Regions from separate parts of the Mus musculus genome. Here region 1 is linked to region 2. The links are chromatin contacts, called in public Micro-C maps. All regions are on one chromosome and are shown on one strand. Each heading gives the region's core, a stretch centred on a gene start, on an enhancer-like site or on the middle of the called end of the contact. The rest is flanking DNA. Distances are from core to core; before and after follow the strand shown. Region 1 overlaps Pde4d (phosphodiesterase 4D, cAMP specific). Region 2 overlaps Depdc1b (DEP domain containing 1B).

Region 1 (5,920 bases), core at 2,540-5,039, 420 kb before region 2:
TTGAGATAATAGGCTCCTGTCATTGGAACAAGCAATTTCTAACCAATAAATTGGATTCTGGGAGATCAAGAAGTCTTCAAGGATTAAATACATTTCATAATTCACATGCTTAATAATTGGAAAAAAAGAGAGCACATGAAGAAGGCATTCATGGGGTCCAATGTATTTCTCAGGTAAGCACCGCTATGTATTTCCATTAACAAGGAGCCTAGGAGAAAGTAGGTTTTAAGGAGCTAGCCAAGTGAAAAGCACCTAGAGTCTTTCTCCTTCCTTACAGCTGTATGAAGTATTTCGCCTCCTGTAACTAACCTAAAACTCCACTGTAGTCTGTTAAGGGCATAAAAATTTCAGAGGGAAGATTTACTTTTAGTTTATTTCTCTGTTTCCTACCTGCTTACAGAGAGAAACACAAAAAGTTATATTTAGTAAAAGTAGTAACATCTGTTAATAAAATGAAAAAATTACTTCAATATTGCACAAAGGAAAGAAGGAAGGAAGGAAGGAAGGAAGGAAGGAAGGAAGGAAGGAAGGAAGGAAATAGATCAGTCATTAGGTGCTATGGGAAGGGTGTGACTAGACTCACTGGAAGCATGCTTACCTGGTGTGTGTGCACTTTGGCTAAATCTTCAATATCACAAAAGAAAAAGAGAAATCAATAATAAAAGAAACCCAAGCAACAGACAATTAGAATATAGTTATAAATTTGATATATTTCCCACATATATATCAGAATGTACAAAGGCAATAAATAGCAAAACACATTGAATCATACTTCATAAAATAAGTTTCCATATTTAGCATCACTGTTCTTCAAAGAATCAGAAATAAAAACTATAATGAGATGCTAACACAACTCATCATGTCAACTAAAATATCATATATCAGAACAAATGCTGAAACACCAGGGCCCTCATTCATGGCTTGTGGGAATGAAAGTTAACACTACCACTTTGAAACCCTTCCCCAGCAATTATTGAAGCTAAAGTATGAGCCAACAATCACAGTTCTAGCTACAGTGACTAAAAACATTATGACTAAATGTGAGTATTGAGAACTACAGCAGTTCATAGTAACAGAGAAATGAAAATTGATCAAATACACATGACAAACAGAATGACACATCCATTCAATGGAATATTTTAATCATAGTCATATATATATTGTACATGGTATACTATATTATAGATAATGCATTACATATTATATATGAACTATATATCATATATTATACAATAATCATATACCATATATAATTTATATTATAATCTATGCTTATATATGTGTGTGTGTGTGTGTGTGTGTGTACACATGCAAGAATAGAAAATCCTTCACAAAACTAGTAACATATGGTTCAATCCAATAAGCTATATACAGTGCACAATTCCATTTCCATAAGGTGAAAGAAGAGGCAAAATCAAGCTGTGGTAGAAGTCAGAGACAAGGTTACCTCCAGATGGATATAACTGGACTAGGGAGAGACAGTAAAATAAGACTATTTTAAAACGTCATCTTAAAACCAAAATGATCTAGGTGGTAGTTGCACAAATTTGCACATGGGTAAAAATTCACCAAGTTGTACACTTAAGGTTCATATTCATTTTTATCATATCTTATTATTTAGAAAATCATCTTTCCAAACTCAAAACCAGAAAACTAAAGGGAATGGAGTTTGTTCTAGTTAAGTGGAGTGTCTGAGGAATGCCACCACAAAGTCTGGATTTCTGCCTAGGCAAGTCATACAACAGAGAGTCTACAAAACACTTATTTAAGGGTTGTCTGGGGACCAGAGGAGATGAAGTAATAAGCAGAAGATTTAACACACTGGTAAATCGCCTTTCTTGATCAATAAAATCACAACTGCGGATTTACAGGTTCCTTTAAAACTAAGAGAAAATAAAGCCTCTCTCAGCCTTACATGTCCTCTCTGAGAGCTACACTAGGGTCTGAGTGCTGTGTTATTGCATTATTATTTAATTGTAGAAATACATCCACCTCTTCCCAAAGCATCCTCAAATAATTATATTTTCTCTTATTTTCAAATTACCTTAGAAAACGGCACACATGACAGAGCATTAATGTAATAGCACACAGCAGGCTTATTGTTTTTTTAGCTAATGATTAAAGTACAATACGCATGGCAAAAAGCATGTCTAGGAGAATATATAGTCACAAATTCCATCCAGTCTCTCTCCAAGGCTCTGGCATGCTAACCTTGTCAACCCAATTAGATAGTTCCCCATTTCCAAAGCAACAGAGAAGCAAAGTAAACATATCATTATAAAAGACAGGCAAGAGTTAGCTTCCCAAAGAATTGGTCATTCAAAAAAAAAAAGAATGTTTTTTTGTTTGTTTGTTTTTGTTTTTGTCAATTTGTTTTGAACAGTGACATTTGCCACTGGCATATTCTGTTCTGTGGTCTTTCGTTGATGTAATCTGATGACTATTGTTGAACATTGAGTGGGAGCATGGGAACGGACCTTGGAGTCGCCTCGCTCAGCTTCCTCATTCATAGAGGGAGAAAACTGTATACTCAAAGGCTTTATTCACTCTTTGTTAGTACAATACTTAGGATACACCTATGTATCTTTATGATGTAATTCAGAATCAATCTGTGAGCTTTAATCCTTCAAGGAACTTCACAGAGGCAGTTTTAATTTATAAACTGCAACGAACCTTCCATTTCAACTGCACATCCACTGAAGGGTTGGCCTGGTCCTGACCAGGTTGCAGACCAGATTGTCCTACCCACCCCGCCAAAATAATGGAGGTCTAAACAAAAGCAGAAGCTTAAAGGAGGATGGGGGAGGACATTTTTTTAAAAAATGGGAGTAGGACCCACAACATGAATTGGAAAAAAGCAACTTCATAGAGCAGGTAGTACACTTTTCCTTCTCTGCAGAAGCCAGAGGGGAATAGAAAGGCTTGAAACTGAAGAGGAACTCCTAGGACAGTAGAAATCAGAACTGGGGAAAGAGGAAGACTATGAGCAAAGTGCATTTGCATATATGGAAATGAGGTGATGAACCTCCTGACTTTTACAATATATACAGACTTAAAAGAAATAAAACAGAGAAACAAATAGATACCTAAGTAATGGATGAGCCCAAGTCCTATGCTGCCTGGCTGGGAGCAGGTTGTGACCGTCTTCAATCTCATTTCCTGCCTGCTCTCATTCACATTTTCCAAATGGATCTTTATGGTGGCTAAAAGACTCTTCAAACAATACACGGTTTGTCCTCCAATACACCTCATTGCCTGCCTTATTGGCTTCTCTAGAAGCAGACACTAAGACAAAAGCCCCCTGTGAAGGTGAGTATAACCATCAGCTCCCGGGGAAACTCGGGGCAGAAAGTAAAAGGAATGTTGTCCAGGAAAAGATTCAGGGTCGAGGCATGCCCACAGTGGGAGTCTCCTCCTTGCCACCGAGGAAGTGTCTACAGACACTGTAAGTTATTTTTCTCCAAGGTGTGGTTTGCAAACCGCTGTGGTCTCTGTGCTACTAGTCCCTGATAGACCACGGAGCTTACAGCCATGTCACAGTGTGGTGTTTATTTCAGCTGCCACTTCTCATGGAGAATCATCTCTCTTGTAAGAAAGCAGCATGAAGATGTACATTCTGGCTCAAGCTCACCTTGCCCTTGACGTTGTAGATAAGTTTGCACCTCGGTTTCCTTGAAAAATACTAGTACAGCCTGTACTTGAGAATTATCCTGGCCAGGGGAGAGCAAGCTGGATAATTCACACCCCATTATCCTGAGTCATTACTTAAGAAATGTGCGTCTGGGGCAGGAGCTGAGGAGATGGCTCAGCAGTTAAGAGTCCTGGCTGCTCTTTCCATAGAACCTGCTGAGTTTAATTCCCATAACTCACATGGTGGCTCACTGCCAACTGGAACTCCAGTCTCAGAGAGAACTAATGCCCTCTTCTGGCCTTTGCAGACACAGCATGTTCGCGTGCACAGTCATGTGTAGGCAAAACAGTCACACACAGAATATGACAAATGAATTGTGTAGGGCTTTGACATGAAAGATTGCAGGTCTTCAACAGTCCTACAGCACACATTACATATCTTCAATTACATGAAACTTTTCTTTTCATTTTCTGAATGGAGATATACCAACTCCTCCCTTTCTTGTTTACGGGGGGTTTTCTTGTTGGTAGCATATGGCACTGCACTCAATTTGATGGAAATAAAAAGGGTGTTTCTTCCTAGCAGTACATGGAGGCAACAACGAAGCATTCTGAGTTAAACTAGAAACATTATAATGTAAGTCATGAAGTCTCTTACTTGAAGAGAGCCTTTGATGACCTAGCTTACAAAGGCATGCCTAGGCCCTGGGTTCCATCACAATGAACTGTGGTGACAGACCTATCAATGACACTCAGCATTATGATGAAACAGGCATATTAGGAGTTGAAGAGATGACTGGTAACTGAGGAAGAACCGGATGAGATTCTGAAGTATGCATATGGATGCAAACGGATGTCACAGGATTTCCAGCTTTTAGAGGCATCTTTCACAGAACTTTGCTGACAGTTTTTCTACTGTACCTCTGTCCTGGCCTATCCTACCTTGCTTTTACTGTTGCTGTGATAAACAGTCTCCAAAAGCAACTTGAAAAGGGTTTTATTTCTCCTTACATATCCAGATGACAGTCCATCCCCAGAAGGACTGTCTTCCTGAGGGCAGGAAGTCAATGTAGGAACTTGGAAGCAAAAGTTGAAGTAGTAGTGGGTGAAGACCTCACCATCAATCATTAACCATGAACATGCCCACAGACATGACCACAGGCTACTCTGATGGAGTCTGCTTCCTTAACTGAGATTCCCCCCAACCCATGGGAATCTAGTTTGGGTCAAATCAACAAGACAGATGCAAGGCCTCACAGTAGTGATATAATTTGATGTTTAATTCCTAGATTCCTTGCATGCTCAAACAGACACATGGGTTATGATCAGAACAAATGAATCTATATCTAGTGGGAAATAATAAATGTATCTAGAAGAGATGGGCTAATAAGGTAATGAGCATAGTCTAGTTGGATTACTGGCTGTATTTCACAAATTTAACATGACAGGTATTCATTTGATAAGCAGTGAACTCACACCAAAATTAAATAAATAGAATGCTTCACTTTTTGTTATTATATCTAATACTTATGCTTTCTTAGTTGCAAAATAGCAACTTCATCATCTCAACCTATTTTCCAGATAAGCCTCACAATCTTCTGTCATATAGAAACTTTCCTAGTGAAATCAAGAATCGGCTTTCCTCTGTCTTCTCTCTGGGTAAAAACTACACTGTATAGCCCTAAGAACATGGATTAAGATAATACTGAATCGCATTTTCAGCCTCCATTTGTCTAAGCTAATGTCTAACACTGAAGAATAAGAGGGAAGCTCTTAACCTGTGGGTCATGACCCCCTTAGCAAACGTCTATTTCCAAAAATATTTCCATTGTAACTCATAACAGATGCAAAATTACAGCCATGAAGTACCAGCAAAAGTAGTCTTATGGTTGGGGGAAACTGTAACATGAACTGTACTAAACGGTCACAGCATTAGGAAGGTTGAGAACCACTTCTCTAGGTATCAAGTAGACTTAAGAAAACATGTTTCCTGTTCTCAGCCAAGCAAGGCATGCAAAAACTAATGGCTCGGTATGAGCATCACTTGGGAGTCCAATTGTCAACCACTGGGCTGACTGCCTTTTTTCTGGCTGACTTGCAATCACTTGGTGGTATTGGACTGGTGGTTGGATGGATTTGGAAGTCCAATGTAGTTTTGTTCACATACCTATGGTCTTGGTGGGGATGGATGAAGATGGGCCTTCTTTGACCCTCTTCTTGCAGTATTGTAACCTGCCTAGCAGGCTCCCACACACACTGATCAAACTTCTCTCACAAGTCTATCTCTCCC
Region 2 (6,946 bases), core at 2,940-5,439:
TTGAAAGGACGCAGATGTAGCTGTCTCTTGTGAGACTATGCCGGGGCCCAGCAAACACAGAAGTGGATGCTCACAGTCAGCTAATGGATGGATCATAGGGCTCCCAATGGAGGAGCTAGAGAAAGTAGCAAAGGAGCTAAAGGGATCTGCAACCCTATAGGTGGAACAACATTATGAGCTAACCAGTACCCCGGAGCTCTTGACTCTAGCTGCATATATATCAAAAGATGGCCTAGTCGGCCATCACTGGAAAGAGAGGCCCATTGGACTTGCAAACTTTATATGCCCCAGTACAGGGGAATACCAGGGCCAAAAAGGGGGAGTGGGTGGGCAGGGGAGTGGGGGTGGGTGGATATGGGGGACTTTTGGTATAGCATTGGAAATGTAAATGAGTTAAATACCTAATAAAAAATGGAAAAAAAAAAAAAAAAAAAGAAAGTGGAGAAGAGCCTTGAGCACATGGTCACAGGGGTAATTTCCTGAACAGAACACCAGTAGCTTATCCTTTAAGATCAAGAATTGACAAGTGGGACTTCATAAAATTTCAAAGCTTCTGTAAGGCAGAGGACACTGTCAATAGGACAAAATGGCAACCAACAGATTGGGAAAAGATCTTTACCGACATTTTCTACAACAAAACAAACATGCACTAAACAACTAACGCAGCATCCCACAGGGTTATTAACACCTTCCCACTCTCAGTTTCTCTCCCTGAATTGGACGGTAGATTGCCTAACGGTGAGTTAGGCAAACCCTGAAACATTAAAGTCCTGAGTATTCCTCATTCTGCTGAACTTATAAACGTGCCTGCTGCCTACTGAAGACAGCACCGATGCTCTTCAAACCTCAAATCATCCTGCTTTAGCTTCCTTAGGTGAGGTGATGGGCCTCCCTTTCCCCCCCACGCTGCTTTCCATCATGATGGTTCTACCACAGCAACAGAAAGCTCGGCAGGACAGCATTTCGTGAGGAAACACTGTCTAGGGTCTGTAGAGAGTTTCAACCATGAAAAGTCAAAGCTCAATCATCTAATCAAAGCCTGGCCTGATAAACTGAATACACACTTCGGGTAGGGTGGACAGGCAACAGCCTGCAAATATTTCAAAGACCCAATGACAGAAATGCTAAGGAGGGGTAGATGTAGAGAAGTGGAGACGAAATCACAAGAGACAGGAATGTAAATTGGTGCTACTGGTGGCAACCGTTTCTATCGGCCCCAAAGGAGACTAAAGGAACTCCTACATGATACAGCTAGAGCACTGCAACACAGGATTGTGAGTCAGCGAACTACCCAGATACTAGCACATCCCATGTGTACTGCCGTTTTACTCACAGTAGGTAAGATACAGACGGGACTAGACGTCTTTCAACATATAAATGTATAAAGAAAATGCGGCATGTATACATACAATGGAATTTTATTGAACTGTAAAGAAAAACAAAATTATAGCTTTCAAAGGAAAACAGTTGAAACTGTGACTATTATGTCAAGTGAAAGAGGGAAGACTGAAAGATAAAAAATGTGTTTTCTCACACATACATGGGTAGGTGTGTGTGTGTGTATGCACGCGTATGTGTAAAACATGCAAGTAGAAATGAAAGCAATCCAAACAGGGGTTAGGGAACAAGAGAAAGTGATGTTAAGTATGAAGTCATGAAAGCCATGAAAGTCATGAAAGCAGAGGGCAATTTAGGAGGAGGAAGGGAGCAAGAGAGGGAAGCAGTATTGAGGAGGAGTGAGGAAAGGAGATCAAAGAAGAGTGATTTGCATGTACAAACAAGCCACACAACCAGCACATTTCGGTTCACACTGTCAAAAAGTAAATAAGATTAAGAAATAAAAGCAAAATTTGTTGATCGGGTTGGGGGGCGGGGAGAAGGGACGAACTACAGTGTTCATAAGGGAGCACTGTGTTCCACAACATGACGTAAAATATTCACATGGAATAGAAAGGCAGGGGGATCGCATACTCAAGACTAGCCTTGGCTACACAGCAAGATAATGTCTCAAACAAATACACACACACAACATGTTAACTAAAGAATCTAGCCATGTATTAAATGTATACTATGATGTGTTGTGACTTGCGTTTGCACCACTCTCCACTCGATTCAATGCTGGATTCACTACTAGGATATGCCCCATGTGCAAGAGAAAGAAAGTTCACGGGGCTGGAGAGATGGCTTAGAGAAGGCCTTTTGCTTCACAGACTTGAGGGGCTGGGTTTAAATCCCACCACCCATATGAAAAGCTATGCCTGTTTGCAACCTCAGTGCTGGGGCGTAGGGCAGAGACAGGAGGATGCCAAGGGCTTGCTGGCTACCAGCTTTTGTCCAGGTCCAGTAAGACACATTGTCTCAAAAGAACAAGGTGGAGGGCAATGGAGAAAACAACTCAAGGTTTCCTATGGCCTCCACGACGATGCACACCTGCCAGTACCAGTGGGCATATTCTACCACACTTGCATATACATGAAAAGGTAATTTAAAAAAAAAATAAACCTTAATTTACTATGATAAAAAGTAATACACAAATACTCTAAAAGTTTTTTAGTATCCTAAAAGTTTTCCCTTTAAAATCAAGAATAGTGACAGGTGTTATCTCTGTTCAGCAATATACAGGGGCTGGGGAGTTGGGGTGGGACTTAAACATATCATTTCAATTACTGCAGTAAAAATTACACCTCAAGTTATTTATTATGAATGCATATACATATACATACATACCATATAATAGTTTCTTGTGTCTGAAAATCCAACTTAGTTCAGTCCTTTTGGCTCTTGAGTTTCTCAAAGAATGCAATTCAGCTAGGGCCAATCACCTCAAAATGGACTAAGGTAGGCCTTAAAAGCTATTGCCAGGCCTCTTATTTCCACTGGCTGTTGACTGAATGAAAAAGAGAAGAAAGGAAGGGAGGGAGGAAGGGAGGGAGGGAAGGAGGGAGGGAGGGAGGGAGGGAGGGAGGAAGGACGGAAGGACAAGACTGTTCATAGGTATGGCTGGGGAGAAGGTTTACTGTAGATAAAAGGGAGAGCATAGCCGGTGGCAGGGACATCTGGGAGAGTCCAGACTAAGCAGGACCCTGAGGCTAGGGTCATGTGAGCAAGGGCATATGAGGAGGGGGAAAGGAGAGAGCCAGACCAAGAGGCCAGGAGGGTAAAGGGTGGACCAAACAAAAGGCCCGTAGACAAAATGGCTGGGTTATATAGGGAAGGGCAGCCCAACCCCCCTCTGGAAAAGTTTAGAGTAGGGTGTGCCAACCATATCCTGTAACAGGTAGGAACTGAGGGATGTTGGAAGAGCTGGCCAGGTCTGCTTTGGTATGTTAACTAGGTTCCTCAGCCATTTGTCTGAGTTTGCGTCCTAAAACTGACAAGATGAAGCAGCTCTCCCATGCTGAGCCTCTCCTTATCCCACATTCAAGGAAAAGAGACAACATAAGCATTAGCTATCAAGCATGGCTGGAGAAAAGGCTTAACAGGGACAGGCGGGATGCTGCCAGACCTCTCAACCTGAGTTTTTCAATCCCCATGACCCACTGACTCCTGCAAGCTGCCCTCTAACTGACAGCCCTCCCGCACACACACCACACACACCACACACACCACACACACACACACACACAAATGTAATTGTTTTCAAAATTAAGAATCAGAAAACAGAGACTACTGAGAATAGCTCAAATACAAAAAAGAAAACCAAAAACTGATTATTTGCTAATCTGTAGGAAATGTAGAAAAGCAAACAAAGATGTCACACTAACTATTTAGAATTAATGAGAAAGTATAGCAAGGTCACAAACAGTCAGTAAGAAAACCCAGGTTTATAATCCATACAAACAGAAGCAAAAGAGCTTCCAGACACTTAGAATAAAAAATATATTGATACTAACATTTTTCAAAGTATTAAATACTTAGAAACAAATAATATGTAAATTTAAAAAAGTAAAGATTATCATCTACCAAAAATTAATGGTGGGTTCATGACTGGAAGGCTTGCTAACAGTGTCTTTGTTCACTTCTCTGTTACAGTGGTAAACACCATGACCCAAAACAACATGGGGAAGAAAGGGTTTCCTTACATGTCCTGGAAACACCATGAGAGGGACTGAGGGGACATCAGGGCAGGAACTGACACAGACCACAGAGGTATGCTGCTCACTGGCTTCCTCTCTGTGGCCTACTTAATTTGCTTTCTTAGACAGCCACCTGCTGGAGAGTGGAACGAACTACAGTGGGCTGGGCCCTCCCACATCAATCAGTCAATCAATCAATCAAGAAAATGCCCCAGAGACACACCCACAATACAATTTGGGGAGGCAAATCCTCAACTGAGGTTCCTGCTTTCTGGGTGAATAAAGATTATGTCAAGCTGTCAAAAACTAAGTGGCACAATTGTAAAATATAGCAGTAATCACCAAAGTGATTCAATACGCTCAAAGAGGTTCAATACACTCTAAATCATAGAATGTACGTGTATATAAATGAGAAGTAGTTAAAATTTTATAAAAATGTAAAGTCTAAGACTCCATAAACTGTACAGCTATATTAAAATCAGAGTGAAACTGTAATCAGAGAGACACCAGTATTCGCCTACACACCAAGGACTCAAACCCAACAAGGCCAGCTTTGGTGAAACCACTGAGTCAAAAAGCACACACCGATGGCGCACCTGCTAGCTGGCAGAACCACGTTGGACACTGCTGCTATGTAACATCACTGCTATACTTGACTTACAGTGTTTATACATACGAATGTCTCAAGAAGCAAGCATGAAACAGAAAGCAGTCACACAAACATCCACGCACACGCACACACACACACTCACTTCCAAATACAGCAGACAAAAGAGCTCTCCATCACAGAGCGGGACTGAGCACGACTATACTTGCTTCAACAAAATGTCCAGTCTAAGAATACTCAGTCTAAAAGTCACATTACATATCTGGAACAGGAATACTTATAAATTTTTAAATGGGCAAAATCTCTGTCAGCGATAGAAAGTACTCTGCCACAGGGGCAGATCTCCAATGCAAGAGCATACAAATCAACTCAGGGTAATTCATCTCAGAGATGTTTCAGATGTGCCACTATTTTAAAGAAGAAACAATGAAGTGAGAAGAGAGAAGAGGAGGAAGAATAGAATAGAGGAAGAAAGAAAAAGGGAGAGGCAGGGAAAAACACAGAGTCAGACAGGCAGACAGACAGACATGGGGGGACACATTTTCCTGAAGCCAATACAAAAGCCAAAAATAAACCTCACTTCCTTCATGATACACACACAGAGTGATGTGAAAACATTGGCAAAGCCATCTGAGGAGACTCCCTAACTTATCCAAATAAATAGCAAAGAAGAAAAACACAAGGCATAGTATATATATATATATATATATATATATATAAACAACTCAGTATTTATTTACATTCCATGTACTTTCAAAACAATGAAGAAGCTGAGAAAATATATTCATAAAGGACGTAATTCATCTCACTCAACCCCTTTATACTTTTCATAAAACAGACTGAATTCAGGTTTGCAGGTCTAAGGGAACCAAAGACTTCATCCAGCTCAACCTGCCGCCTTTAGCGGAGACCCGGATTGCGGGCCCGGGGGCAGATGCACACCATTCCACATCCAGCCACGCGCAGACCCAGCCCGGCATACGGGTAATCAAAGAGCGACAGGCAAATCTGCAATACAAGACACGGCAATCACAGTGCAAAACAGTTGGACTTTTCACACTAACCAAACAAACAAGAAATTAAAAAATAAAAACAAACAAACAAACAACAACCAGTGGGACTTACACAGGAGAAATCAGAATATGCACTGGGTCAGGGCTACCACAGTAACAGCACACACAGGATTGTTCTCATTCAAGTATGTACAGTATTCCTAGGCTTGGTTTTCACAGACGCACACGAGAGCAGGGGGCACACACAAGGACTTTACACACCGTGGAAAACAACAAACAGAAGGAAGGGAACGAATGTTTTACCTTTAGATTTTGTAACCTACCCAAGCCTGTTCACACCACCCCTACCCACGAGACTCACAGTCACCCACTCATTTACATCTCTACAAACAGCATCGAGATTTATCAGAATACTGACAAGGGCTCAGCACGAGGAGTCGGGCGATCGGCTGGATGCTCCGAGACTCCATATTGCAGTAGTTTACACCAGCCTTCCAGAACCTCTGCTGACTCAAACTGTCTCTGCCGCAGAGGTCTCTCAAGCTCCATCACTGCATCACATCCGGAAACTTCTAGTTCTCTGAAACGGCTGGAAGGGCTTCCTCAGTGCCCACATGAACAGCTGCGGCTTGGCCTTGGGTTTTTCAGGAAAGAGAAGTGCTTCGCTCTCTGGGGTAGGAAATCGTTCCTGGTAGACCTCAGGGTAAGATTTCTGAAACTGAATATGAGTCCACTATGAGTCCAAAGAAAAAAAGACACCAAAAAAACACAAAAATTACAGCCAAATTGAAGGAGTTCCTGGTCCCTGCTTTCCTTTGCTTTGGCTAAACTGTTTGATGCTGATGCCTGTAGCACTACCTCATCTTTCCTGCGACCCAGTCTTCAGATGAAGTTTTCCTTGTAAGGAAACCTCTCAAAACACTCCCCTATCAACTATCACTATCCCTCACTGTGAACAGCAGCCACAAGTAAGTCTGAGTTAAAATAACTTTTGTTCTACACAAGGTCTGGCCCAGCTCTGCCTTACCATCTCTCTCCTTCTCCAACACACACCGGCTACCTTCTACCCCGTGAAGAGAAGAGAGAATGCACTGGAGGGATTACCCCCACGGACGATGGAAAGGAAGGGAATGTATTCTTCCACTGATTTTTCACCACTCAACTCTCCTCCAACATTAACAGAAGAAAAATGAGAGAAACCAGAGCCCTGGTGATCAGGGAATGATCCGACATATGCCCTGTCGGGAATC

The links. A called contact is a pair of places that touch in the nucleus more often than the background predicts.
Region 1: a Micro-C map of embryonic fibroblasts shows a contact between it and region 2, with 4 times the contacts expected there. The contact joins two enhancer-like sites. A contact is called at or near these places in 9 of 484 Hi-C or Micro-C datasets (the G1E-ER4 cell line, adipose-derived mesenchymal stem cells, bone marrow-derived macrophages and 4 more) and 2 of 115 datasets of contacts at active chromatin or transcription factors (astrocytes and bone marrow-derived dendritic cells).

The regions. Positions count from the first base shown.
Region 1 is chr13:108,811,105-108,817,024 of GRCm38.p6, reverse strand. All of the region lies in intron 1 of Pde4d (phosphodiesterase 4D, cAMP specific), which reads right to left. Among named protein-coding and RNA genes, the nearest start is that of Pde4d, 160 kb to the right of the region's middle. Within about 2 kb of position 3,789, at least 14 of the 459 cell types and tissues checked have an H3K27ac peak or open chromatin away from gene starts, as enhancers often do. A contact at or near this core is called in embryonic fibroblasts, where this site is marked.
Region 2 is chr13:108,388,009-108,394,954 of GRCm38.p6, reverse strand. Depdc1b (DEP domain containing 1B) reads right to left here. Exons shown (of 11, transcript NM_178683.4): 11 at 5,398-6,414. The coding sequence ends at 6,253. Among named protein-coding and RNA genes, the nearest start is that of Gm41056, 11 kb to the left of the region's middle. Within about 2 kb of position 4,189, at least 10 of the 459 cell types and tissues checked have an H3K27ac peak or open chromatin away from gene starts, as enhancers often do. A contact at or near this core is called in embryonic fibroblasts, where this site is marked.